2 separate regions of the Zea mays genome follow, and region 1 is linked to region 2. A link is a contact called in public Hi-C data. All regions are on one chromosome and are shown on one strand. The core of a region is the stretch at or near the end of the contact, and the rest is flanking DNA. Distances in the headings are between cores, read along the strand shown.

Evidence for each region. A called contact is a pair of places that touch in the nucleus more often than the background predicts.
Region 1: a Hi-C map of leaf shows a contact between it and region 2, with 4 times the contacts expected there. The contact joins the promoter of LOC100285558 here to the promoter of LOC100273778 in region 2. A contact is called at or near these places in 2 of 25 Hi-C or Micro-C datasets (bundle sheath and leaf).

What each region holds. Positions count from the first base shown.
Region 1 is chr9:151,019,034-151,025,197 of Zm-B73-REFERENCE-NAM-5.0, forward strand. LOC100285558 reads right to left here and starts at 4,507. Exons shown (of 8, transcript NM_001372303.1): 1 at 4,121-4,507; 2 at 2,327-2,438; 3 at 2,074-2,248; 4 at 1,578-1,746; 5 at 1,276-1,494; 6 at 889-1,164; 7 at 521-799; 8 at 1-119. The coding sequence starts at 4,387. The coding sequence ends at 12.
Region 2 is chr9:150,735,749-150,742,032 of Zm-B73-REFERENCE-NAM-5.0, forward strand. LOC100273778 (Erythronate-4-phosphate dehydrogenase family protein) reads left to right here and starts at 2,830. Exons shown (of 3, transcript NM_001148181.1): 1 at 2,830-3,034; 2 at 3,529-4,274; 3 at 4,408-4,897. The coding sequence starts at 3,642. The coding sequence ends at 4,671. It also overlaps the pseudogene LOC103640391.

The sequences.
Region 1 (6,164 bases), core at 3,257-5,756, 280 kb after region 2:
TCTCGCTTTACTTATTCTCCCGTAGGCGCAGCCCGGTAATATGCGGGCACAGTGGCAGGGAAGAACATCTGTCTCACGCCTTCAGCTTTGATGATCGGGAGGATGATGCCGCATGCACCCTGCAGTGAGAAATCTTCAGTCGGATGAGGTAAATAAAAGAGTAGCTCTCTATATGGCCTATGCGACTAGTAAATAGACCACGAGACCGACTAGTTGATACCACTTTACACTAGGGCTGGTGTATTCTGAATACATCGTACTACTAGCTAGGAAAGTGTATATGCAGCATATCTAAAAGAGCTGGCCAAATTGTTTATACACGCATGAAACCGTTGCCAGTTTCAGAGTGCTCTGCAGGACTGCAGCTATCTCTTAAGTCATTCCGCGGAGCCTGGACATTAATATTAAAGCGCCTCTGTAATAAAGATAAAAACTATGGTTGTCTATGCCCTGTCGCTCAGGCATGCATAATAAAGAACAGTGTGGAGTTGACGAAGAAACAGAAGATTCAGGGACTTACAGAAATCAGCCTGGCTCCAATCCACATCCGTTTAGGCGAAGGAAGAGGGAGCATCAAGCGACCAACACCGTAGATAGCGACAGCGAAGAAGTGTGCAACTAAACTCAGTGGCCGAGGATTAAGACCCGAGAGTAAGGCAATAGGCCCATTCGAGAAGACGCCTCCGAGGCTCAAGTAATCAAAACAGGCCTGGCGCATCTCGTTCCTAGCTTGATCAGGCGAGGCGCTGAAGACCTTGTACAGAGCACCGGCCAACGTGTTTATGGTGGAGGCAACCGGCTGAAAACATAACGGGTGTTAAAAAAGGAACAGATCACACATTGTGGGGGATAAGCCACGTGTAATGGTGGTTGTATACAAAGGCTGACCTTCCGCAGCGTATAGAACGATTCGAGGTACTTGCACAGGGAAGATGCGTCGTGGAGATTGCGGAGAGGCTTGAGAAGATTACGTAGGACAACGATGTCGGATAATGCAACAGTCATTCCTCCACCAGTTAAAGGGTGTCTCATATTGAAGGCATCCCCCATCAGAAGTGCGCCAGGGGTAGGAAGTGGAGCCGCTGGCATGCTCCTGTTTGGCATTGTTCTTATGCTTCCCTTATCAATGGCCGCTATGAAAGAGTCATAGATTTCTGGAGGAATCTAACAAAATAAAATTATCCATTATGACATTCATGTTGCAAAAAAAAGTTGTCAGGAGAAACTGCAATAAGAAAAAGGATCACTGCTATTTTTTAAAAAAGGAAGAACTACCTGGGGTGCAACGACGGTTTTGAGATAATTTGCCATTTCACCGCTAGCTATGGAAGGCACCTTCTGACCTGGGACATCAACCAAACAGCGCACCTCTGTGCTGCTAATTGGGTAAAATAGTATTGGCGAAGGATTGGCCAAGATAACATGGCCATGGTTTGGATGTGGAAGTTGGCAATTCTCCAATACCAGCCCAATAAAACATGATGGAACATCAACCTAAGCACATATCTCCATTAACATCCACAAGGCACAAAATTTAGCAATAAGTATATTGCAGGTATAGTGTAAAGGGTGTGTACTTTTGGAGAGCAAAGGGCACGCCGTAGATTTGAAAAGCAGCCATCACATACAATCGTCAAGGGCGCATAAGCTTTTAGTTCTTCACCTGACTTGGTTTTGTATTGAACACCTTTAACAGTACCATTTTCTTCGAGAAGTGATGTAACAGTTCCTTGTTCTAATTGAACACTGGATGAACACAACAGAGCGTCAAAATTAACACATGTTACATGCAGATGTGGTTGCACAAATAATTCGATATGTGCAAAGCTTAGACATGTCAAATCGAGAATTGAAAAGGGGAAAAAACATGAGAACTATAACACACTAAACAAAGAGCACTAATCAAGAACTTTTAACAAATTATAGGTGTCAATGCAGTAAAGTAACTTACAATACCATTCTTACAGTTAACCTTAGCAAAAGAACGAAACAATCAAACACAAGAGTACAGTACAAAAAAATAAGCAAGAATATAGCAAAGTAAGAAAAATCCATAATAATTACTGATATTACTTGGGCAAAGACGCAGCTTTCTGACGCATCCTCTGTATAAACCTCCCATTGTGAAAGCTCCTACCAGCAACATCAGAATGGAACTTCTCTAAGGGATAAGCAAGCTTTGTGTTTCTTCCATCTTTGAATAATGCGTAACCAAGCACACGTTGGGCATCAATTTCTTCCACACAATCTGAATTGAACGAAAACTGGTATAATAACTTTAGAAATGGCACGAAAATAGAATAATATAACTAAAATTGGGATTTACCTTGGAGGCCTAACTCAATTAATTTCAAGTAACCTCCAGGTTGCAACAGCTCGCCCACAATTCTGTCAGGTTCTGTCAGATCCCTCTCGATGACATGCACCCGGCGGCCATCCTACATTCCCAACAAACAAAGTAGATTAAAATAAATAGAGGAGATGAAACAATATAATACAATAGAGAGAATCCACATGAAACTAACTCGGTTCTTACTCCAATAAATGCAAATATGCATTGGAAAAAAATAAATCATTTAGCATGCCTTCAAGCCTAATTGGATTACTATTGAAGTTTGGATAGTACTAGTATACTCTCCTATAGACAGCTGGGTATACAAGATAAAAGGTTGTTTAACATGGTCTCAAACATATGTAGCCAGCTAAAACAATTTCTGTCCAGGGCTTTCTTGCTCATAAGTCATAACTTGACAAAAGGATTAGTGTATAAAAAAATCCCATGGAAGGAATATTTCATATGGGTAAGGATATTTATTGGTTGCTTTGTATCATACATATAACCATTTCTGATGTGAATATTATCTGCAAACAAATGGAAAATAGTCAATTCAAGTAACAGGACAAGGCCACATTTTCGTTTTGATGTTACATCGCTCTCAGAGTAGCTTGGAGTCATGTGCAGTTAATTTGGTCAGCAGAATTGATTGGAGAATTCTCTTTTCTTTGACCTAAACTAGTTTGTCAATTCATTAATGTTGAGAAAGGGCACATCAGTACAGTGTTGAATCAACTGCCATGTACGTTCATAAAAAAATTAGTAAGGTCCTCCAGCAACATTTTCTTCAAGGTAAACTTACAATTTCAACATAGCACTTTGAAAAATATTAAGCATGCCTAGTCATTTTACTATACAGAATTGTTCTTAGTGTCCGCGATCAAGAGAACTGATGTTTGAGGCTTAAACGTATAATCTTCCTTGGCTGTTGCTTTATCCCTCCTCGCCCCTCTGTCTTTCATTCTCCATCCAAAAAGGCTGTGGCTAAGAATTGACTAGTTCATTACAGGGTGTTCAGGTATTGCAAAATGATTTAGGCCCTGTTTGGAAGCAACCTAGTTTTTTAGAATCCAATTTTTATCTTAGTTTTTTAGAAACTGTTTTATGAAGGAAAAATACTGGTTTATGGTGTTTGGAACCACCTCAATTTTCATAAACTGGTTTTAGCTAGGGAAGGCTAGCTTCTTGTTTTTAAAGAAACTAAGAATCCAGTTTCTACAAACTAGGATATAAATTAATGTTTGGAACTACATCAGTTTTTATGAATAAGTTTCTTATAAACTGGGTACTTCCAAACAGACCCTTAATTGGAGAAGGGAAAATTCTCCATTATCAGTTGGACGACAACAAAATTTGGCAGCGCCTAACTGCCATAAGCCACACAAACTCCATGTCCAAAAAAGGAACAGTGACACCGACAGAAACCTCACTTTCCACAGACACAGCAAACATGCAAAATTCACCAACGTAGTTGCAACAAAACCACAATATCTTCTGTTTCTGAATCTACCTCTGAGACATATGAACAACCGTGATCAGAACCGTCAGAAAGAAAATTGGATGTCTTTAATAATAAAATAATAACTAAGTAAAAGCATGCAAAAACAGGACCTAAGTTGTTCTTGGGTCTGCAAGCAATTCATGCCAAAAAAAAAAGTTCTTCACGCCCAGCTAGCAGTACGCAATTTAAAATACGATACTGCCGATTTTTTTTCAATATAAAAACTCTCAACTTTTAGTCATCTAGTGGAACCATGCCAAAAAAGATGAGACAAGGGAAACCACCTTTCCGAGCGTGTACGCCAGCGCAGATCCAGCCACTCCGGCGCCGACGATGATGACGTCCGTCCCGACGTCGGGACCCGCGCCGTCACCGACCGCGCAGCCTGCCTCCGGCGCGGGTTTCCCTTCCACCGGAGGCGCCTGGGCCCGGGCCCGGGCCCGGCGGCGGCGCCCCAGCACGGCCGCAACAAGGACCGCCACGATGAGCGTGGCCGTGGCAGCGCCAATGAGGTGGAGCCCGACGCCGCCAGCGGCGGCCATAGCAGCCATGCTGCAATGAGGCCGCCTCGTGTCGCTCCCTGGGACCTTGCGGTGCGCGGCGCGTTTGCGGCCTTGCGTGTGGGGGCTTCTTCAGGGTTGCGAGGGGGGCAGGGAGGGAGAGGAGAGCGGTTTGATGCGTCTGGGGCGAGGCGTAGGCGGGGCAGAGAGAGAGGAACGATGGGACGAGGCGTCTCTTCGAGATTCTTCCGCGTTTTATATGGGAGGAGAGCTGGAGAGGAGGAGGTTGAGGCCGCTCCGCTCGCCGCCAAGTCTGCATCGCTGGCCGGCGGGCTTGGCTTAGCTGGATTTTTCTGAATTCCTACAAATTTGTATGCAGGCTTCATTTTCTGCTTACGAGCAACGTGGCCGTATGCTGCACGGGAAGTACGCTTTATTGGACCGTCACATAAATAATTTGAGACTCAGAGATTTTTTTCTAATAATTTGTAATATGTTGTAGTACACTTTGCAATCGAACTCTACACCAATGGTTGACACGTCTTAAAGTCGGACTTCGTACCGCATTTCTATATAATAATAAAGAATACTGTCCGGTTGCCACATTTCTTCTATACAATGCTGGATGGGTCCAGAGATCTGGAGTGAAGTGATATTTGGAAATTAAAAATTCGGAGCCCCAGTTGTGTACGTGACAGTACAACCAACCATACGTACGTTTCGTCTATTAAAGATCCAAAAGTCTATCCTGTCCCTTCTATTGTATATCCCCTACCTGCACCGCCAGCGACGATCACTGGTCAACATTTCGTCACACGAGTAGAAAAGAAGCGGCCGCGTGGTGGGGCCGCGCCATCACGTGCACTGCAGCCGCATCATCGACGCACTCACTCGATCCGTCCAAAAACGATTTTCGTTTTTTTTTGTTAGAACACAATTGTCATATTTGTTAAGAGTAATAGTCGAGATCTGTAAAAATTGAGTAACAGTTAGTTAAATTTATATCTAAATGCGGGAATGCAATTTGGATTGATATATTAGTTTTTTTACTAGATGTATGCCTGTACTTACTTGGGGTCACGAATTATTGTTCACATGTTTTGACGGAGGTTTTGTTTACTTTTTTTATAAAAAACTAATAAACTGTTTTGCATCGAAACAATAACTGTTCCTGAACCATTCCAGTCTTGCATATTTCTTTCTTTAGTTACTATTTATCAACTAAAAGTCATATTCCGCTTCTATTTCTCTTTTTGCACGTACGTCACGCGCAGTCCTCCTCGTACGTCAGGCCAAGGCCAACATGCATGCGAAGGATTGTCGTGATGACGTCGGTGTTTGTCTCCACCAGCATCGTCCACAGGAACGGCCCGGCGACGATCGAGCAGCGCGCTGTCGTCGGCTCTGTCCGCCGCGGCTGCATCAGCTCGGCGAAGGCCGACCAGCACCGCCCACCACCGTGGAACTACGCGCTCACAGGGTCCCGCAGCGGCAACGACTAACCGGGTATGGACCACCAAGCCATGAAGCTTGTCTGTCTGTGTCCGAGCAACGGCTCTGTCCGACGCTCTCGCCGGATGCACCATCTCAAGACGCACGAACAGCGGCGCCGACGTGGACAATTTGACACCACGCGCACGAGCTCGATTGTATATACATGCTTATATTTCCTTTGTTTATACTTTTTTCGCACACGTGCTCTTTATATCATCTTTCGTAGATTAAGCGAGAAAAAAATGTCAAGTAAAATACAACCTTACGATAAGTGGCGAAGCTAGAATAAAATTAAGGAAAGTGCAATTAGTCTAGTGGATGCATACTAATTTTT
Region 2 (6,284 bases), core at 1,580-4,079:
ATGTGTTTAAGAAGTATGCATTCGCGGCTTCCCACCACTCCCTAATGTTGGTGCGTGCTGTTTTGACCACCAATTCGTTCTGAAAATTTTAGGTTTCAAATGCCAATACATTTTATGGAGATGTACATGTTAGAAATATTTTTCTAAAAACTTGGTTAGAATTAGAGATGTATGACTTAGAACCAAGATTAAATGACCTATAATTTGGAGCAGCGAGTTCAGTTTAAAGGCATTCATAAGCCAATGTACCACCGTAATGCAGAACACTGGAGATGGCTACCTGAACTTATGATGAGAATCAAGAATGTTTGAGTGCAGTGGAGCATGATTCTCTATTTTGTGCTGTGACAACTGTCAATTATGGTGAAGCAAAGTTTTCTTTAGTAACTCGTCTTTTGGTCGATATATTGTATTGCTACCATAAACTTGTTAAAATATTTTACATGTTGTTAAGAAATGGATTGTGTTCATCAACCTTTTTGGTACTCTTAGCCTGTTCAGTTCAAAAACCAATACACAAATTTCCTATATTCTCTAGCATTTGTTTACTTTGTTAGGGAATGGTTGCCTCTCCCAAACATTATTCGTTCTATATCAAGCTTTAGAGTTCAAGTTCACAAACAGTCATGACGTATGCATTGGACTGTCCCATTGATCTAAAATTCATACTACTCTCTGTTTCTGCTTATTATATAAACTGTCTAATTTACTATACATTAGCTTCTATCTTCGGTCACTATAGGGCGCCCGACGGGCCCCTCATGTTCTAGTTCACTAAATGGATCGGAAACTTTGCTGTCTGAAGGTATATATATGATTATTAATAACACAATTTTTACTTGTCTTGTTGCTTTCTGAATACCGCTGATAGCAGCCATTTGTTACTGATACTATTCATCAAGGCGCGTAGAAAATTGCTTGTGCAATTTGATTTCGTATTTGACAGCACAATTCTATCTTATATAAGAATTAAATTATTTAAAAAATGGTTTTAGATTTTGATCAGCGAAGTGTAGATACGCTATTAGTCATGTATGTCTCTTAACTGTGGATCTTGTCTCAACACGGTGAGGTTCTCTCTGGACTGTTCGTTACAGTCCTGGACGGAAGGTGGTTCGATTCCACCAAGATCCTGTAGTCCTTATTTAAATAAATACACAAGATAATATACCATCAGAGGTTTGAGGAATTCAGACACATGATGTGCTTGGAAGAATTCTTAGACGTGGGTTCTTGGATGTTGAAGTAGATTAAAGAAGAAAACTTGGAGAGCTAGAAGCATGTTGCTCGTCCAACAAGACAAACAAGATAAGTGCATCATTTAAAGACAACAATCAAGAAGACGATTGAGGTCTCTTCAAGTGAAGATGAATCAAGCTTCAAAGTTGAGGACGAGTTAGACTTGTTCATGACGAAATTCAAGAAGCACTTGAAGAAGGAAGATCTTCAATTATCAAGAAGCCATTTTCTAGACCTGTTGTATCAGAATAGTTTGTGTGCATCTATTTTGGATGTGAACAATGTTTTTTTTCTATTGCAAAAAGGTCCTAAGTATTGTTTTCTATTTAAGAAAAAGAATAAGCTTAAAAGTAGGGGTAGAAATAGTCTAAATATTTTCTGACCGTATGATTCATATTCATTTACAAGAGTTCAACTGTTTCAGTATGTTTGTATCCTGAGTCCAGATATTCAATATTCGATACTGAAGACATAGTTAACAATATTTGTATTTAAAAAATAAATAGTATATTTTTCTATCTTAATTAAAATATAGAGTATCTTCTACTTTTCTTTAAAAAGTTATTACTCTAAAAAAATAAGAGCCCAAGAATAAAAACATTTCTACTGTTTATTTTGTTCAAGGTACTAAGGCATATTTGAATCCAAAACTTGGTCTTTTTATTGGCTGAGTGTGAACCTTTTACACCTGTATAATCTATACACTTGGGCAAACTAGTTAGTCCAAAGATTTGTGTTGGGCAATTCAACCACCAAAATTATATAGGAATTAGGTGTAAGCCTAATTCCCTTTCAATATATTATATGTTACTCTTTTTATCCGTGAAATAAATATATCTTAATAGTTACCTAAGTAAAAAGATAGACTTTAATTGAATTTGTTAAAATACCATCAAAGTTTATTATATCATCATATTTTTTAACAATATACTTAATTTATATTATCAATGTTTTTATATAGCCTTAGTTAATTTACGATAGTTTAATTTATATGGATTCTACAAATTGATTTATTTGAAGTCGGAGTGAGTAGCTACTAATTAGCTACCGCCAAAGTGCTAATAATAAAATTGCCTGGACAATATAGGAAGTTTGTGTACATGTGTCTTCAGTTTCTCTTTTTATCGTTCGGTCTATGAGCAAAAGTTCTTCTAATTCTATGAATCCTTCTATAATTCTTTTCTTTTGAATATCAGTTAAGAAAGTTTCGGATTGTCTGGTATTTCACCAATACTTAATCCAAAGTTCTAAAATTAGAAGAACTAGACTAAAGACCCTAGTACGATTTTCTAAATACAAGAGACAGATAATAGACTTTGGATCATAAATACTGTTAACAGACAATAAGTATAGAGTGTTTTTACTTAACATCTTAAAGACTCTTTAAAAACGTCTCAATTAACATGCCCTAACATTAGCGTGAATTAATCAACATTAAAATCGGCAATCAGTTGCGCTAGGTAATTTATTTGCTGCAATTATTATTGTTATTATTATAGGTGGGAAAACGAACTGCGGCCTCATGGGCATTTATGTTTATATATACTTTTTCCTACTACTAGGTTGCCAGAGGGGCTCGTGTTGTCATGCATGGAGCGGTGGTTTTGGACTCTGGTGTGCTTTGTGTGAGGTGTCAGCTGAGGGATTTACGGGGCCTCACCAGTTCACCTCCACCAAAAAAAGATCCCTAGTAGTAGTAGGATATAGTGGAGAAATTCTTCGACAGAACTGAAGAACTGAACGAGGAGAGACACCAAAGGAGGAGAGGCATCTCTCAGGCATGGAGCTCAATCCGGTAAAGATCTGGCACACCCTCTCTTCTCTCTTCCCTGCTGCGTTTTCTTATCATGTTCGCGCAATCGAAAATTCGTTTCCCCATCGCTGTTCTTGTAGAAGCTGTTCCTGTTCGTGCATGCAAATATGCAATTCCTGATACAGAGTTTTACGGTTCTATCAGTCTCTGTATATACATATGGTCATCAGGAATTGGGGGCATCGATACTAGAATTGAGAACAAGATTGAATCCATATTCCTCGCCTTTCATGTTCTATGTTAGATGTTGGAGGGTCGAAGAAATCTATTAATTCTAAGAGCAGCTAGAGTTTCACTTCGTGGGTGAATTATCAGTGTTATCCGCTTATGTTGCAATAGAACTGTCACTGCATCTGCATGGGATGCGTCTATAGCTTACAGTTCTAGTAGCTCTTGCATCTTCGATCGTTGATCACTGCCTGTAATATGCCCTGCCAATCTATCCACTGAGCGATTCTTCTGTTCTTTTTTTACAGACCGAAGACTCTGTGATCTCCGAGTTCGTGATCGTTCAGAGATGAAACATATAGTCCACTCTTTCTGTCATGTGAGTGAACAATTTAGCCCCCAAAAATTTACTCTCTGAAACATGGGTGACCTTCCCGAGCCAGAAGCTGCCATGGCCGTGCCGGAGCCGTCGTCCAGCCTAGCACTCCGAGTCTTCTACCTGCGGGTGAGCAGGTGCGAGGTCGACGAGTCCATGCTGGATACTCTCGCCCTCACCCACACCCCGCTCACCCCTGACACCATCCTGGACGTGAGCGGCGCCGAGCACCAGCCAGGCATGGGCAAGGGCAACGGCAGCGTGTCCTTCTGCCTCCGCCGAGACCGCGTCGACAAGAGATCGGGGGAAGCCACCTTCGTCTGCACGGCGACCGTCAGGGTGTCGGGCAGCGTGCGGTTCGAGGTCCAGAGCAAGGACGAGAGGATCGTCGTCGGGATCCTGGAGGCGTGCGACGTGGACAGCAAGGGCACCAAGAGCTGGGCGATGAAGTGCCAGGCGGCGACGCAGCGCGGCTCGGGGTTCCTCAGGTGCGGCGGGGAGAAGAGGGACACGAAGCCGCCGGTGGTGGAGGTGTACGTTGCAGGCGTGTTCCGGGGCACGCCCGTCGTGTTCACCAAGGCCACGCAGCTGCGGTTCAGGCGGCGGCGGCAGGTGAGGGCGTTCATGGACCCGATCCCGGAGTGCCGCGAGCAGGTGGAAGAAACGCATCACCCAGAGGTACAATCTGATCAGTTGTAAATTGTGCGCTCAGTTCTTTTCCTCCGCCGTGGAATTCAGACAAGTTTCTCGGTGTTCACTCTGAAGTCTGAACAACTGAAACGACTGAACTGCTGCTGCGTGTCGCGTGCAGGAATCGGGATACCGGTGCTACAAGCCCGATCCGAACTGGGACGACGACGACGTCGACGACGACAGCCTCTACATGAGATCCGACGGGACCGACGACGGCGAGGAGTACAGCGAGCTGTCATGGTTCACCGCCGGCGTGAGGGTCGGCGTCGGCATCAGCCTGGGCATCTGCCTCGGCGTCGGCATCGGCGCGGGCCTCGTGGTCCGTTCGTATCAGTCCACCTCGAGGACCCTGAAGCGGCGCCTCATCTCAAACCTGCTCTGAAACGACCACACTGTGAGCGCTTATCCGGTGGTTCGAAAACTTTCCTACTGATGATGATGAAAAATATATGTATGTAGATGCTGCAACGTTGTGCGCTGTGCCGAATGCATTTGATTTATAGATCGAGGAAAACAATCTCTTCTCCCTGTAAACTGTTGATACGGAGGTGTTGAGCACTAAAAATGCCACCAGAAAGTCCGCGGTCCGGATGATCCGCGTTGCCAATACGAACGGTTCATGCGTGCACAAAATTAGTTAGGTTTTATGTATTTGTTACTGCAGGATTAATTGTGAAACTGACTTTTAATAGGTCCAGACTTCATCCTTTTATATAGACTAGAGATGCCTTAGTTTTACCTTCTTCTACCTTAAATCTTCACATCTTTTCGACTCTACGTTGATTAGAGGCGTCTTGGGTGGCCAGCCGGCACAAGACACACTAGAATCTCTCCTCCCGACGGATTCCCTCCCGGAAGGTGAGATCTAGGTCTGTTGCGAAAAATACGACCCTCTGCGCCATCGTAGACCGTCCGAACCCCAGGCGTGGACCGTTCGGACGTACGCAGAGAAGGAGCCACTCATGTGCCTATGTCGCGAACCTTGTGCCGCGGACCATCCGCGCCTCCGCAGAGAGCATCGCCAGTGGTTTATCTCTGGTGTCCGGCGCCCGAATTAACATCAACACACTTTTTAGCGACTCCGTCAAGGACCAGGTGTCTAGATCTACTAAAATTAGGCCCTCAAATGGTAGGTTCTATAGATCACACCAATATCTCCTCAGATAATATTCTTATGTCGGCTGTCAGAAGCTTGTAGGCCGATGAGCAACAACTATATGAAGAATTGATGAGTCAAATGAGGGAGGACGCACGTTGGCTGAGGATGAGATGACAGAGAAATTCTTATCATACTTCACAATGGATCACCACCAGAAGATTATCAAGCATGGAAAGATCGAGATTGCATCCCTCCTACCTTCGCTTCCAATCTCAAATGTAAATAAATCTAACGACATCCAATCTATTAAGCAATAGCAAGATGAAATGAAACAACAGATTGGGGGTTCAAAGAATAATTAGAAAATTAACACACACATTTGAAAAATATGTTGCTCCTAGTTTTTGTCATACGAAACGAGCAATAAGATATCTATGTCTAATACATTAATAATAAATGGGGACTCACAGTCCCAAACATTGTATGGTATGCCGATGAATAGGGATGGCAACGAGTCGGATTCAGATCGGATATTGCAAATATCCGCCCGCAACCATATTCACGGTCACAGATAATATCCACCCACGACTATACCTGTGAATAGAAATTCATATACATGCCTGTGCCCATCGGGTTTTGGATATCCATCGGATATGACAATGAACCATTTTCAACAATTCAATAACATAATTAATCAAATTTCTTCCCAATTCACCATATACATAGCTAAAAATTTAATAAAATTAAATAAATATACATGTCATTCAATAAGCAACATTCTCAACATGACAAAAAATGTGTCTTGGATTACAAATAAATTTTAAAATTTAGAATAGAAGTTCCACATGTCTGCATGATTGGCTAGTTATCAACAAGTACATGTCTACATGACAAAT